Regions from separate parts of the Sus scrofa genome. Here regions 2 and 3 are each linked to region 1. A link is a contact called in public HiChIP or PLAC-seq and promoter capture Hi-C data. All regions are on one chromosome and are shown on one strand. The core of a region is the stretch at or near the end of the contact, and the rest is flanking DNA. Distances in the headings are between cores, read along the strand shown.

The links. Promoter capture Hi-C pulls out the DNA fragments that hold promoters and counts their contacts. HiChIP or PLAC-seq counts read pairs in DNA pulled down with a chosen protein or histone mark.
Region 2: an H3K27ac HiChIP or PLAC-seq map of alveolar macrophages shows a contact between it and region 1. The contact joins the promoter of HCN3 here to the promoter of ARHGEF2 in region 1. A contact is called at or near these places in 2 of 5 promoter capture datasets (fetal skeletal muscle and liver) and 2 of 2 datasets of contacts at active chromatin or transcription factors (alveolar macrophages and skeletal muscle).
Region 3: a promoter capture Hi-C map of fetal skeletal muscle shows a contact between it and region 1, with 2.9 times the contacts expected there. The contact joins the promoter of GLMP here to the promoter of ARHGEF2 in region 1. A contact is called at or near these places in 1 of 5 promoter capture datasets (fetal skeletal muscle) and 1 of 2 datasets of contacts at active chromatin or transcription factors (alveolar macrophages).

The regions. Positions count from the first base shown.
Region 1 is chr4:94,046,478-94,051,449 of Sscrofa11.1, reverse strand. ARHGEF2 (Rho/Rac guanine nucleotide exchange factor 2) reads right to left here and starts at 2,254. Exons shown (of 23, transcript NM_001128463.1): 1 at 2,208-2,254; 2 at 2,027-2,120.
Region 2 is chr4:94,557,006-94,561,977 of Sscrofa11.1, reverse strand. It overlaps HCN3 (potassium/sodium hyperpolarization-activated cyclic nucleotide-gated channel 3), which reads left to right and starts at 1,873. Exons shown (of 9, transcript XM_013997013.2): 1 at 1,873-1,917; 2 at 4,338-4,415. It overlaps CLK2 (dual specificity protein kinase CLK2), which reads right to left and starts at 3,758. Exons shown (of 12, transcript XM_021089727.1): 1 at 3,351-3,758.
Region 3 is chr4:93,756,002-93,760,973 of Sscrofa11.1, reverse strand. It overlaps GLMP (glycosylated lysosomal membrane protein), which reads right to left and starts at 2,035. Exons shown (of 5, transcript XM_005663295.3): 1 at 1,873-2,035; 2 at 728-928; 3 at 388-606. The coding sequence starts at 1,992.

The DNA.
Region 1 (4,972 bases), core at 1,005-3,504:
TTAGTTGGAGCTGCAGCTGTCGGCCTACGCCAGAGCCACAGCAACGCAGGATCCGAGCCGAGGCTGAGACCTACACCATAGCTCATGGCAACGCCAGATCCTTAACCCACCGAGCAATGCCAGGGATCGAACCCGCAACCTCATGGTTCCTAGTCGGATTCGTTAACCCCTGTGCCACGACGGGAACTCCAAAGTTGAACATTTTTAAAATTAAAGAGAGAAAGAGTGGAAGAAGCGAAGAGAAGGGATAAACTGTTCCATGGGTTAGACAGAAGCAGAGGCAACAATATACAGTCAAAGCCCTAGGTTTGTTACACAGCTCCACTTCTTACTAACTATGGGGTCTTGTTAGCCTCTAAGTTATCTTGTCTACAAAATGGAGATTAAATACTTATCCTTTGCCAGAGCGTTATAAGAATTAAATGAGAGGACCTCTGGAAAAGGGTTCTGTCAACTCTATAATGCTAGTCAAATAAGAACGAATAAGGCACTTCCTTCTCTCACTGCTTGACTGAACTCTTTGGCCCCACCCCTGCTGTTTATCAGCTTAAGGCCCTATTCTGAGCTGGGAGGAGGGGGAAGAAAAGATTTAGGGCTGCAAGCACTCATATTCCTGAGGAAGCAAGATGGACCAGGCGATGATGGGATGGGAAACAGGAAGATGGGACCAGAGGGCTGTGAGGAAAGGCAAGTGAGACAATGTCCTGATTCTGAGCTCTTTTCTGCCGCCTGCTTGAGCTCCACCAGTCTCTGGCCACTTTCTCCTTCATCTATTCACTGAACTCCTAGGTCAAGGGAGGGCAAATGCAGACCAGGCGAGATCTAGAGAGCCCCCTGCCAGCGCTGACTTCCCCTACCATTCCCGTTGCAGGAAAGGAGGGTGATTTCTGCCCTCAAACTTTCCTACCCTGAACAGAGTGCCTGCAGGGAGGGGGACTCAGATCCCAGGTCTCCGTGTTGGCTTTGTTCTCTAGAGAGCTCTGCTCCAGTCAGAGAGAGGAAGCCTCACTGCCCACCTACCCTGCTCTCAGACTGCCTGGTCTTGTGCCTCCACTCCCCATCTGTGGCCTGTGGTGAGAAGGTACTAAGAACCGCGTTTCATTTCTGCCTTCCCTGCTCACCCAGAGGAAAGAGAATTCTAGCTAAAAGGCTGGCCAAGACGAGCCCTGGCACTGTGGGTGGGGCTGGGAGGAGCCCAGGTAACCTTACTGGGTGAGACTCTGTGGTGCTTCCAGCTAAATCTGATGCTGTCTTGTCTGGGGTTTCTTTCAGTGCTCAGAAGCCGCCCAAGTGGGAAAGTACATGCACACAGGGGGAAGCCAGAGAGGAAAAGGGGGGTGGCTCATTCTGCCAGTAGATGAAGAAAGTGGAAATGCATTCAAGTGGCAGGCAGAGCTCCCAATTTCACAGAGCCTGGGGGTTGGGAATAAGGAGGAGAGCAATGTGCCTTCACCGTCCTGGGGTCAGAACTGCACATGTACGGTGTGTGTGCGCACTTCCATAATCATACACTTTCCTGGCTTCCACTCTGCCTATGGTCTAATTTCAACTCCTTCAGCTGCTGTATCCACCCATAAAATTATGAGTGTAAAAGCACTTTGCAAACCCTAATGCCCTCTGAAGAAGTAAAAAGTATTGCTGTGATTATTATCATTATTTTGTCCGATGGTTAAGATTTCTGCTGCCCACCTCTTAGCTATGTGGGGCCTAAAGAGAGGGAGGGCTGGGCAACTCCTCAGCTTCCGAGGTTCCTGGCCCTTCTCCTCTTCCAGCTGTCTACAGCTGGCTGAGAAGCTGGAGGCATGGGGAAAGCAGAGCAAAGGTAGTTTACTGGGATACAGGGAGGGAGAGAGGGACACATAACATTTCCCTTCAAACTTGAACCATTGCCCTGAGTCTTTGCCACCAGGAGAAGCTGGGGAAGAGAGCAGATGGTAGGTGGAGAGGAAGAATCAGGGAGGGCAGTGGGTCCCGAGCCTTCTTCTCCCTCCCTGGGTACTCCCCCCCCACCGCCCTGCACTCCTACCTTGGCCTTTCCGGTCATGCCCAAGATGAAGCTGAGGGTCCGTCGCAGGGAGGAGCCTGCCCAGGTACCTGAGCCCCCTTCCAGCTGGCTACAGCTGCAGAGAGAAAAAGAAGAGGTGAGGAGAGAGAAAGAGAGCTGGGAAAGAACAAGATACTCCCAGAGAGATGGTGGATGAAGGTACCATGGCCAGGAGAGAAGGAAGATACAGGGCAGAGACTGAGAGAAGGGTGAGGAAGAGCGAGGAAGGACTGGAGAGGAAGATGTCCCCACCCCCTCACCTCCTGGGATTTCCTGGATGCAGTCACTGCAGTTTCCCAGGCCCCTCTATTTATGAGGAAAACTCTGTCTCCTCCCAGATAAATACAGACACCACCCCCCTTCCTACCTAATCCAGGCCCAATCTCCTCTTTCATGCTGCTCCCCAACGGAAATGATATGGGGTGAGGGGAGGGAATCTCCAGGGAGGACTTTTTCCCTGCACAAAACAAGAGCTCTGTGTACGACCCTCTGCTATTTGGAAAGGGCCTCTGGGCCTAACGCCAATAAGGACTGAATTTCCTGGGATTTCATCAGCCCCATCCCATGAGCTAATCCCAAACCCAGAGCCAGGAGGATGTGTCAGCTAGAGATTTTCAAGACCACAAATCAAAACTTGATATCTTAAAGGGGCCATTACTAGCTCACACACCCACACTGTCTTAGAAGGCTGACCCACTCTAATCAGGCTTCGGCCGAAGGAGCCAAATAAACAGGTGCTGATTTTGCGTACTTATTTACATAGATGTTGAAATCTCCCAGCTCCCACCTCGAGTCCTGAGCTATGTGCATCAGCCCCTGCCCTCTCCTCTCGGAGCGCTATAGCCCTTGCCCAGCTCTTCTGAGGGCCACTCCCCATTGGTCTATTACCTCAGCCATCCAAAGCTGATCCAGGATCCTTGATCACTGTCTCTCCCTGATTGCACAGCAGCCAATCTGCCTGCTCACCTTTCTGACACTGAGAACAGCAAACAACCTCCCGCTCATTTATTTACCAGACACCCTGGGATCCAGATATTCCTTTTCTTTCCCTAATGTCTTCCTCATCCCATGGAGCTGCCAGGAACCTCCTTAGTTTTCCCTGGCCAATGAGAAGCGGAATGTTAGGCAGCCCAGAGAGAAGGCTATTTGGAGGTTTTTGATTAGAAACATTAAGGGGAACAATGTTTCAGGAAGCAGAGACCCTTGGAGCTATAGAACCCATTGCCCAGTCCCACTGCCCCTCCCCCATCTAGGCCTCTGAAGGGCTCCGAGTCCCCCAAACTCACCTTTGGCTGAGCTCAGCAGCAGAGGACTGGGACAAATTTCCTGCCAACACAAAAGGAGACCATGAAGTGTCCAGCTAAAGCCAGACAAAGGCGCCCAGAGCTGCCTCCCCCACCCCCTCCACCTGGATCAGGTTCCCAAGCTGCAGGTGCCTGTGACGCCATTCCTGAGGGCGGGCACTGGGGAGTAGGGAAGGAGGGCGGTGTCTCAGCAGAGCAGAGCTGAAGAACTTCGGAGCCACAGTAACAGAGCACTGGGATTGTGTGGAGACAGGGCAGGAAGACCAATGTCTCAGTTCTGTTTCTGGTGAAGGTGGAGGGCAGAGGATTGCCTTGGAGTTCCCAAAGCCTCATCTTACTGTCAAGGTACATTGCAGGTAACTGTCCTCCATCTCTAGTGACAGGAGATGCTAGAAAGCCTCTCCCTCTCCTATGGCCTTCATTAAAAGGAGAGCCTCAGAATACCAAAGTCCTGAATTCAGATCTCTCTTTTGAATAGAGGCACAATGGTGTTTCCAAGGGCGTGTGGTTAAACATAATGCCGGCCATCCAGACCCTAAACAGCTGGCCCTGAGGAGTGGGGTGAAACAGAGGAAAGGAACACTAATGCTTTGCTCCCCACTTTTACTCACCAGCTGGATCTGAGCATCCCACAAAACAATTGATGCCACTCATGGATACAGATTTGGAAACCATGCCAGTGGCTGAGTGGTCCAAAGGGCCAGCGGATGGATGACAGGAACCCTGACCCTAGAATCAAGTTAAGAATCTTCATGCAAAAGTCAAGTTTCATCCATCTCCCCACAGGCTTCTCACTTTCCCACAGCAAGGGCCTTCAGGCCTTCCACCCCTCCCCAGTACCCATATCTGGAACATTCCACTTGAAATAGTTGAGAAGTTATTCTTGCTATTCAGTAGACATCACTCTGTTGCAATTCAAACCCAGGCTGCCTTAATATAGAAAATATCTTAGAAAAGATTTAGCCTGGATAGTTTCCAGAGAAGACAAACTCAACCTAGAGGCCAGACAGGTAATGAAAAAACAAACAAAACCCAAATATCTGAGGCAGTCTGGATTTAATACAATAGGGAGTAGAAATTTTCATAAACCATATGTGTGACTAGGTCATTTTGCTACAGTGGAAAATAGATGGAACACTACAAACCAAGTTTAATAGAAAAAATAAAAATCATTAAAAAAAGAAATATTCATAAACCACACAATTCAATCTTTAGAAAATCACTTTTTTTTTTTTGCAAGCCTACATGGAATATTAAAAAAAAAAAAAACTGGCCATGTATCCATACATAAGGCAAAATATAACACATTCCTGATACTCTCTATCATAGAAATCATAGGAAACAACCCAGTAGACTGGATAAAGAATCTGTGATATATTTACATACAGAAGTATTATTCAACAATAAAAATGAACTGACTACAGTTCACCCAAAAATATAGATGCATCTCACAAAGATGCTAAGTGAAAGAAGACACAAAGATTTACATACTTTATGATTACATTCATACAAAGTTTAAAATAGGTAAAACTAACTGATATTGTTTAGAGATGCATAGAAAGAAAGGTAGTAAATCCATAAGAAAAACTGATCTTGAAAGTCAAGAAAATGGTCCTCTGCCGGG
Region 2 (4,972 bases), core at 624-3,123, 510 kb before region 1:
AACCCGCTGTGCCACAGCAGGAATTCTTCTAAGCTGCTTTCTGTTCTTCAATTTTTACCTGTATTTACCACCCACAGCTTCCTCTGTGCTTAATGGAGTATATATTCACCTAATAACTCTGGCTGACAGCTTTAGGAAGCTTCACTCCACTGAGTTCATTGCTCTAGTCTGATTTTCCTCAAATATGGCTTCATGACAACATTCAGGCCACAGCTCATTACAGGTGAGACTACGTAATTGACGAAGATGGCCACAGCTCATCTTTGGCTGAGATTTTGGATGGATGTGTGCGACGCTGCATTCGCTATTGTGCTTTACTATAATGAATAATGCTTCACTATATGCTATTATGGTGTTTTACAATCATTAGTGTATCTTATCTCCCCAACTAGGCCATCTATATCCTGAGGGTAAGAATCCAGTTTTCCAGCTTTCCACTTATAGTATATATACCAAACACAAGCAAGTTCCAGGGATCTGGGTCTGGCCCCTTGAACATTTCTCACATCAATGGCCAAATCGTCCTTAAATGGTTTTAATCCAGGAGGCCCCAAGCTGCAGTCAGCTTTCCACCCAGCCCCTTCCCTTTTGGGTTAGGAAGTACCGAATAACTGCTTTTTAATTATTATCAGTACTGCCTGGCTAAAAGCCGGCCACCTTCCAGTTACTGGAATTGGAATGGCAGGGTGCACTAATTCTTTTTTCCTTCAAGGAAAGAAAATTACTGTCAGGAACCAATAAGATGAGACTTACAGGGCAGAATGAAAGTACATGGGCCAGGGACAGAGGTGCACCTTGTTGGGGGTGGCAGTGGTAGGATTAGGTGTGGAAAAGGCTTAATGATTCCAACATCTGGCTTCCATTCTGAGCTACTTCTCAAATTGAAGAGAAGGGTGGCATTTGATTCATTCCAGGCGTAAAAGGGCTTGCAGGAAGCCAAGAAGACGCAAGTACAAGATTCTCCCCGATAACCCAACCTTGCTTAACACAGCCACGCACATGTCATCTCACTACATACACAGTGCCACCAAAGTCCCTCACAGGCTTTCCTCCTTCCAACCCTCCCCCCCAACTATCTCCAGCTTACAATCTTTCTCCACTTCTAATCTTTTCCTCTCTTTCTCACTTAGAAAATCCAGAACTAACTCCTAGAGTCAAACTCTTTCCACAGCCTCCAAGTGACATGGTGGTGTCTTCCAACCTCTCCAGCTTTGGCCCAACTTTTGAGATTTCTATTCTTTCTCATCTTTGCAACCACTCCTATCTTTACTCCATCACCCCTTCTCCTACTTTGGTCCCTCCTAACTTTCCTATTGGTCTTTACCAATGCATCTAAGACAGGGCGACATTCCACCTCATCTTCCTACTCCTCACCTCTGCCACTTCGCACGTCTCAGCCCCACCCCACCCCCCAAGCTCGCCCCGGTCCCTTGCCCCCAATCCAATCTTCTCCCCGTCCGCCCCGCGGTCGCCATCTTTCCGCGCGGCCCCGCGGCCCGCCAGCCCGCGCGCTCACCGTTCTGGCGGCGAGGCCCGTGCGCTTGTCCCACAGGAAGTCCGTGATGGCGGCGGCACTGCGGCCGGAGTCCCGGCACCCCCGCGGCGACGAAGTGCGGCTCCACCCCCCCAACCCGAGACCCTGGACCTCCCGCCTCGTTCCCGGGCTCCGTTCCAGTCCCGCCCGCCCCGGCTCCGTGCCCGCCCCCAGGATCCGCTTGGCGCCGCTCGCACCGCCCCCGCCCGGGGCCCGATCCCAGCTCGGTCTCCGGCTCTGGCCTCCCCGATCCGCCGCCGCCGCCACCGCGAGCGAGCACGTACGCACGCACGCACGTCCTGCGTCGATTCCCAGCTACCCCTAGGCTCCGCCCCCCAGGACCGCGCACGCCTTCGCGTCTTAGCGTAGCTCTCTGCTGTCCGGTGAGAGCCGAGGAGGTGCTGGGGGCGGAAGCTCATGGGGGCGGGGAGAGAGTGGAAGCGGTTTATTGGGCTCGCGCTGCCTCGCCTGGTGTTCTTCCGTATCCTTCCTCAATCTTTGACCCTTTTCGTGGGACTTATGTGGCTTGCTTTGTTAGGTTTGGAGGTTGAAAGGAAGGGGTTGTGGTTTACGGAATGTCATCGCTCCGCAAACCTTTTGAAGCCTGGTGGTGAGGTGTGAGTCTCCATCATAGCCTGTTTTTGAAACAGTTCGCCTACCAAACCACAGCAAAGAGGGGTTCCCATCTTTTGTCCTGAACAAAAGCTGGTGCACGTTCTGTATATGGGGGAGGGGGGTAATGGCTTTGGAGGAAAGGTTTGAGAAATGGAGGGGTGGAGATTCAGGTGCCAAAGAAGGGGAAATCACTTGAGAACTTTGTTATATACCTACACATAATATATGATAAGTCTAAATTTGGTGAATTAAAAAAAAAAAGCAGAAGACGAGAAAAACTGGGTAGAGTTACAGATGTTATAGAAGGAATTGAGCAGTAATTAGGAAAATGAAAAATAACCTGAGGATAACTATATTCAAGTAAAGAAACAGAGAGGAGTCAGGGTGGAGGATAGTCAGAAGGAATTTTTCATCAGTTGGCCAGAAATGGTTTAGGAAAAGTTTCTTGAAATAGAAGCTGAAGGGTAATGAAGGGGTGGAGAGGAAAGTGAACCTCACTTCCTTCTCCGTGTACACTTTCCCTCGTTCATTCAAAAAGCATTTATTAAGTTCCTACTCTGTCCAGCACTGTGCCAGGCTCAAGGCTCCTGTTCTTCAGAGCTTCATAGTATAATGGGAAAGACCTGTAAACAAATAATGGCAGCCTTGTGCTAAGAGCTGTTATGAACAGTGGTGCCCTGGCCACTGTAAGAAAGCTCTAGACTACAACCCTAGCTTGGGAAAGGAGAGTTATAAATGTGTTTCTAGGTTTCCTAGAGGAGATGACATCTGAACCAATGGATGGAAAGTGAATTGGAGGAGAGTGCTAGGCAGAGAAAGTATTTACAAAAGTCTGGAGACAAAGCAAAATGAAGTGTTTAAACAGAATTGGAGTCCTGGCTTTCAAGAGAGGGACTATCAGAAGGGAGGTTGTTGAAAAGAGAGGTCTAAATTTTGCAGGGCCTTGTGTTGTCATTCTAAGGAATTTAACCGTAATCCTATAGAACACTAAGAAGTTTGAAGGATATTAAGCAAGTGAGATAGCTACATTTAGATTTAGGAAGTTAACTCTGGAAGGAGAATTGGCCTGAGAGTTGAGAGACCTATTTAGACGCTTCTGAAATAATCTGGGTGAAAAAATGCTGAGGGCTTGAAATAAGTCGGAGGCAATAAGAAATGGAGATAAAGGGAAGAATTTACTTCACATACTACTGTAATTTACCTGTTCTGTTTGCGGGCGTAGACGAGCAGTGCCTTTATGGCTAGGGCTTTGTATTCATCCTTGTATCCTCAGCGGTCGCTCAGTGATGGGCCGAGTTGCTTGTGGTGAAGGTGGCAGATGAATTCAGAAATGAAATACTCGGGGGAGCAGTAACGAGGAGATCCTTAAGAATATGCCTAGGAGAGTGCTGAGAGAAAAAAAAAAGTGAAATGCAGGAAGTCCGTAAGCGTTAGGAAGGAGAATCCCCAAAGAATCCCTGCCTCTTCCATTGGTTCCCAATTCCTCGCCCTCCGGAGCCATACGAACTACAACCGGCGTCCGGTTTTCCCGCGGATCTCAGGCGGCTCCGCCTCCCCGGCACTCCGTGGTCAAAGGCACCGCAGCTCTAGGCCACGCCCTCTTGGCACTGGCCGCGTTCTCCTACGCTCCCTGCACCTGAGGGACCGCCCACATTGGCTAAGCCACACCCACCTCGGTATCCCTCCGGTTACAGGCTTTATTGGCTCCGCCCCCTCCCGGGAGGTCTCTCGGTGGCCCCACCTCCGCCCGCCCTGCCCAGCCTTCCCGCAACTCTCGCCAGGGGGCGCAGCGCAACCCCCCTGCCACCCGCGGCAGAGTCTGTCGCACACACCCCCTCCGCCGGCGCGCCGGCAGTTCCTAGCCGACTACGCCTCCGCTCAGAGCCAGCCCGGCTGCTCCCGCTCCGACTCCGGAAAGGGTCGGGGGTCCCGAATGGCCGCGGCAGGGTATAGGAGGCCAAACGTGTAGGCCGACAGGCGTCATGGAGGCGGAGCAGCGGCCGCCGACTGGGACCAGCGACGGGGCGACCCCTGGACTGGAGGCGGCGCCTCCTGCTGCCCCGGCGTCTACGACCACGGCCTCCGGTCCGATCCCTGGGTCCGGGCCCGGGCCTGAGCCCAAGAGGAGGCAGCTCGGGACGCTGCTCCAGCCTACGGTCAACAAGTTCTCCCTTCGTGTGTTCGGCAGCCACAAAGCAGTGGAAATCGAGCAGGAGCGGGTCAAGTCAGCGGGGGCCTGGATCATCCATCCCTACAGCGACTTCCGGTACTGAGGGTCCGGCAGGGAGGGCGGGGGACACAGGTCCTACCTCCACGGGCCGGGGCACGGGGCCGGGCCAGCCCCACCCTCCACAGACACTTCATTTCCGGCCCAGGGGTCCCTTGGGGGGCCGACAGTCACTTCCCCCAACCTAGCCCGGGAATTCTTGGGCAAAGGGTCCCCAGCTGGAGATCCTGGCTGACTTCTTAGGCTGGGGGCGCTGGAAGGGACAAGCAGATTAACAGAGACCTGGATTTCCCATTTCAGGAACCCGGCACCCCACCTGGACCACAGGGAATACAGGAACTAGGGACCGCTGCCTCCTCCAGTCCTGCTTGCTGGGGATCTGGGAAATTTTATCATATTTCAAGGCTCAGGGTCAATCTGAGGGAGAAACCGAACTCTGCTATCTCCCACCGACCCCATTCCCGTCCCCAGCACCTGCCTAGTTCAGCAGGGCAGGCGACCAGGGAAAATAGGGACGCTGGGGGTGGGGGAGGGGGTGTCCAGACAACAGCTCTGATCGCTGTCCCTGGTGCTGAAGGAGGAATTCGGCCGGGCAG
Region 3 (4,972 bases), core at 786-3,285, 290 kb after region 1:
TCCCAGCCTCCATGTCATCAAGTTGTCCTGAGTCCTAGGTCTGGTTCTAGGATTCCCAGGCTGTTTGCACCAATCTCTCCCCTGTAGAAAAGGGAGCTGGACTGGATGGCACTGAGTCCTCTTCCAGCCTCAACCCTCAACAAGCTCTCTCCTCTGGGACCCGAGGCCCTTGCAGATCCCACCTTTCAGAGCACTAGTCACACTGTACCACCTTCTGACTGGCCTCTCTGCTGAGGGCAGAGACTGGACTAAATTCATTACCACAGTGCCCAGTACTTCAAGGAACTGAATAGTGTTGCTAAGTGCAAATGGTTGAATGATTCTCTGAGGTCCTAACTGGATCCCTCTTTGCCTCCCACCCATCCACCTCTCTGCAGGAAGCCTGACCTGGAAGACAGCGGGTGCATATTCATCATCGATGGAGCGCTGCTCCTGCACTGAGGGGCAGTCAGGGCCCTGGCTCAAGGTGGCTACCTCCAGCCCAAACAGGGAGCGGTTTCCCCGGGGAGTGGCCCCAACCAGAGCCACCTCTAGCTGGCAGGTGTCCGCTGTGTGCAGGAGGCGAGGGGGTTGTGCTGGTCGGCCAGATTTGGAGAATGCCTGCACCTAGGATGGAAGAGGCATGGGAGGCGTGGGAAGCAGGCAGATACCTGTGTTTGAAGGCGACCCTCATCAACTCCCACCCTTATCAACCAGCCTTTTGAGTTCTGATTCCCCATACCCTTACCCTGAGGGCCAAGCTGCCATTGGCAAAAGCCCCGGTAGGGTCGTGAATGGGGTGGCCTCGAAATGTGGCACTCAGGGTGGCAGGATCCAATGAATCAGTGATGTTGTTCCAAGAGAACTCAGCCAAGGAATACGGAGGATACGATTTTCTTGGAGGCTTTGTCACTGCATCGGATGTGTTGGTGCTGTCAAATTCAAACAGCTGGCGGGTGGGGGTGAGGAGGGACTGGGCTTGCCAGAGTCCAGGTTTCTCCTGAGTCACCACCCCCCAAGTCACTGCCCCCCACCCCCGGCTCTCATACCTCTATTTCATCTACCCCCAGTCTTCAGTTTCTCTAACTCAAATGAAGTCTCTCCTCTGTACTGATTCCCTTCGGTTTCCCCCAACCTCCTCACCCTGGTAAAGACAACGGCAGAAGAAAATTGGATGCTGTCTTTGGGGAGCACCATCAAGCTCCCTTCAGGGTCAGAGGAGATCAGGAGGCTCCAGTTCACACGCAGGGTGCTGTGGGGGGTATTGGTGGCCACTAGTAGCACTGCTGGGGGCCCTAGGCTGCTCCACACATAGTGCAGTGTGGAGTTGGTACCCACTGCATGGATATGAAGCAGGTTCTGGGGAGGGTCCAGCCCGTCAGAGATGACCTCCAGAGACACCTAGAACATGGAGTAGTGGGAGGGTCAAGGGAACAGGATCAGGGAGAGACACAGGGCAGATGTTTGGGGACAGGGAAGGGGGCTTGGGAAATGATGGGGAAACGGTGGGACCTTGGGGCCTAGGCAAGAGCAATGCTTGTGGGAGCTAAGAGATTCCTGCTGTAAGGAGAGGTGGGTAGAGAAAACGGCCTTGACTCTAGTGGAGAGATAAGGACACAGGGCTGAGAGAAGAAAAAAAAAAAAAAAATCCAATACTTGCCTGGATCTGGCTTACTCAGGGCTAAGTCAGAGTTCAGATTTCCCGGGAAGACAGGAAGCCCTCATACATCCTACTTCTCAATTCTGTCCCATGATCCATGGCTGTCCCCACCCCCAGGGTTGAAGAAACTCTTCTCAATGCAAGCACCCTCCACCCCCACCTCTCGGTTATCCTAGATTCCAACCACCCTTCAAGGCAGCACATCCTGAAACAGGATTGCTCTAGTCCCTCACCTGGCGGGTTTCCTCCCCCAGCAGGCCAAAAGGAGCTGCTGTCAGAAGTAGACTCAGGAGGAGCACGGGGCTGGGGACATAGTGCCCCCAACCCCGGCAGGGCTCCTCACAGCTACCCATGCAGTTCTAACTTCAGAGGGCGGAAGAGACGCTGGGTCATATGACTCAGAGATTCAGCTGATCTCTTTAAAGGGCGGGGCCATCACAGCAGTTCTTAAAGAGACCGCCTCCCTTAACTCAGATTTAGGCTTGCGTGAGAATAGAATCAGAAAGGTTAAGCGGAGAGTTCTCTGATGGCCTAGCGCGTTGAGAATCCTATGTTCTCACTGCTGTGGCTCTGGTTGCTGCTGTGCGGCGTAGGTTCGATCCCTGGCCCAGGAATTTCCGCACACTGACCGTGTGGCAAAAAAGGGAAAAAAAAAAAAAAGTTAAGCATTGTTCATCATCCCCAACTGAGCTGGCAAGCAAGTCATCCTGGCCTAGATTGGCAGACATATTCCCAAATATTCCCAACCTCTCCTACCCAACTGTCCCACTAAACTAAGCTGTAAGTGGGCATGTTGTCTGGATTCAAGATTCAAATGGAATCTGCAAAACGACTCTGAGGCAGGGAAGGCACAGAGGAAATTTGAAGGAATGTGGGGCGGTGGGGGCAGGGGATAGCACACCTCAGAGGGAACTTTTTGTCAATTATTACTATTTACTGAGTTTCCAGGTATGCACATTCTTGTCTGGAAGAGCTCACAATTTTATGGTTGAGAAAAGAAACTTCAGAAAATAGAAAATGAAAGCAGTATTTTTCAAAGGGAGTTGATGTCTGGCTAAACAAATGCTTTTTTTTTTTTTTGTCTTTTTGCCATTTCTTGGGCCACTCCAGCGGCATATGGGAGGTTCCCAGGCTAGGGGTCAAATCAGAGCTGTAGCTGCCGGCCTATGCCAGAGCCACAGCAGCGCAGGATCCAAGCTGAGTCTGCAACCTACACCACAGCTCACAGTCGGATTGTTAACCCACTGAGCAGGGGCAGGGATCGAACCCGCAACCTCATGGTTCCTAGTCAGATTCGTTAACCACTGCGCCACGATGGGAACTCCTGAATGCACTTTTTTTTTTTTTTTTTGTCTTTTGCCTTTTTGTTGTTGTTGTTGTTGTTATTGTTGCTACTTCTTGGGCCGCTCCCGCGGCATATGGAGGTTCCCAGGCTAGGGGTTGAATCGGAGCTGTAGCCACTGGCCTACGCCAGAGCCACACCAACGCGGGATCCGAGCCACGTCTGCAACCTACACCACAGCTCACAGCAACGCCGGATCGTTAACCCACTGAGCAAGGGCAGGGATCGAACCCACAACCTCATGGTTCCTAGTCGGATTCGTTAACCACTGCGCCACGACGGGAACTCCACTGAATGCACTTTTTGATTTGGGTTTTTTTTTTTAGCCTAATCCTAAAATTATTTGACTAAAAATAAATGCACATGGTATAATATTCGTAAGGTACCAAAGGATTATCACCCCTTCTCCTCTGCAACCTGGGTCCTTCCTTGAGACAACCGCTATTACCAGCTTATGTATCCTTCCTAAAAACATTCTATGCAATGCTCAAGCATATATATCTATTGCATACTACATACATATATGTATACACATATACTATGTATCCTGGAATCCAAGTACTGTTCTGCAGTTTGCTCTTTCACTTATATATTGAGGATTGCTCTGTATCAATGCACTTGGAGCTGCCTTATTCTCCAGTCTTTCATTGCAGGGGAAAATGTTCCCTGAATATATTTAGCCAGAGCCTTGATAGTTTGCAACACTTTCTTGTGGCAAAGAACACTGGAAGGAATGTATTTTTATGAACAGCATTTCATACATATTTGCAACCAAATCTATAGGTTAAGTACCCAGGAGTAGAATTGCTCAAATTGCCCTCTATGGGGTTCATCAATTAATACTCACACCATGTTTGAGGGTCCATATCCCCCACATCCTGGAAAGTAAGTGCTTTCTAAAAACTCATTTCCCTGTAAGGTTAAACATTTTATGTTTTAGTCTCTTTTTTAGGGCAGCACTAGCGGCATGCGTAAGTTCCCAGGCTAGAGGTTGAATCTGAGCTGCAGCTACTGGCCTACGCCAGAGCCATAGCAATGCAGGACTTGAGCCTCATTTCCAACCTACACCACAGAAAGGTATGGCTACACCACAGATCTGGCAATCCTTAAACCCACTGAGTGAGGTCAGGGATCAAACTCGCATCCTCATGGATACTGGTCAGACTTATTTTTGCTGCACCACAATGAGAGAACTCCTTTAGTCATTTATTTTCGTTTCTCTGAAGCTATTTTTCTGAGGCCCTATCTTCTTAACTGCGAAGTCCTAAAAGTTCAAGGAAATCAATTTTTGTGTTGTTACAAACATCTTCCTTTTATCTTTTTGCCACGTAAATCTTCTGACATTACACCTATTATTTTTTCTCCACTCTAAGTATATTTTGGGTGTGTGTCTGTCTTTTTTGGGCAGAACCCAGGGCACATGGAAGTTCCCAGGCTAGGGATCAAATTAGAGCGACCTACACCACAGATCATGACGCCGGATCCTTAACCCACTGAGTGAGGCCAGGGATCGAATCTGTGTCCTCATGGATGCTACTCAGATTCGTTTCTGCTGAGCCACGATGGGAACTCCACTAAGCGTGCGTCTGTGTGTCTTTTTGTCTCTTTAGGGCCCCACCTGTGACATATGGAGGTTCCCTGGCTAGGGGTTTAATCAGAACTACAGCTGCCAGCCTACACCACAGCCACAGCAATGCTAGATCTGAGCCCCATCTGCAACCTACACAGCTCATAGCAACACTGGATCCTCAACCCAGAGAGGTCAGGGACCGAACCCACAAGCTCATGGTTCCTGGTTTTGTTTCTGCTGTGCCACGACGGGAACTCCGCACTAAGTATATATATATATATATATATATATATATATATATATTTTATTATTTTTTTTGTCTTTTTTGTTGTTGTTGTTGTTGTTGTTATTGTTGCTATTTCTTGGGCCGCTCCCGCGGCATATGGAGGTTCCCAGGCTAGGGGTCGAATTGGAGCTGTAG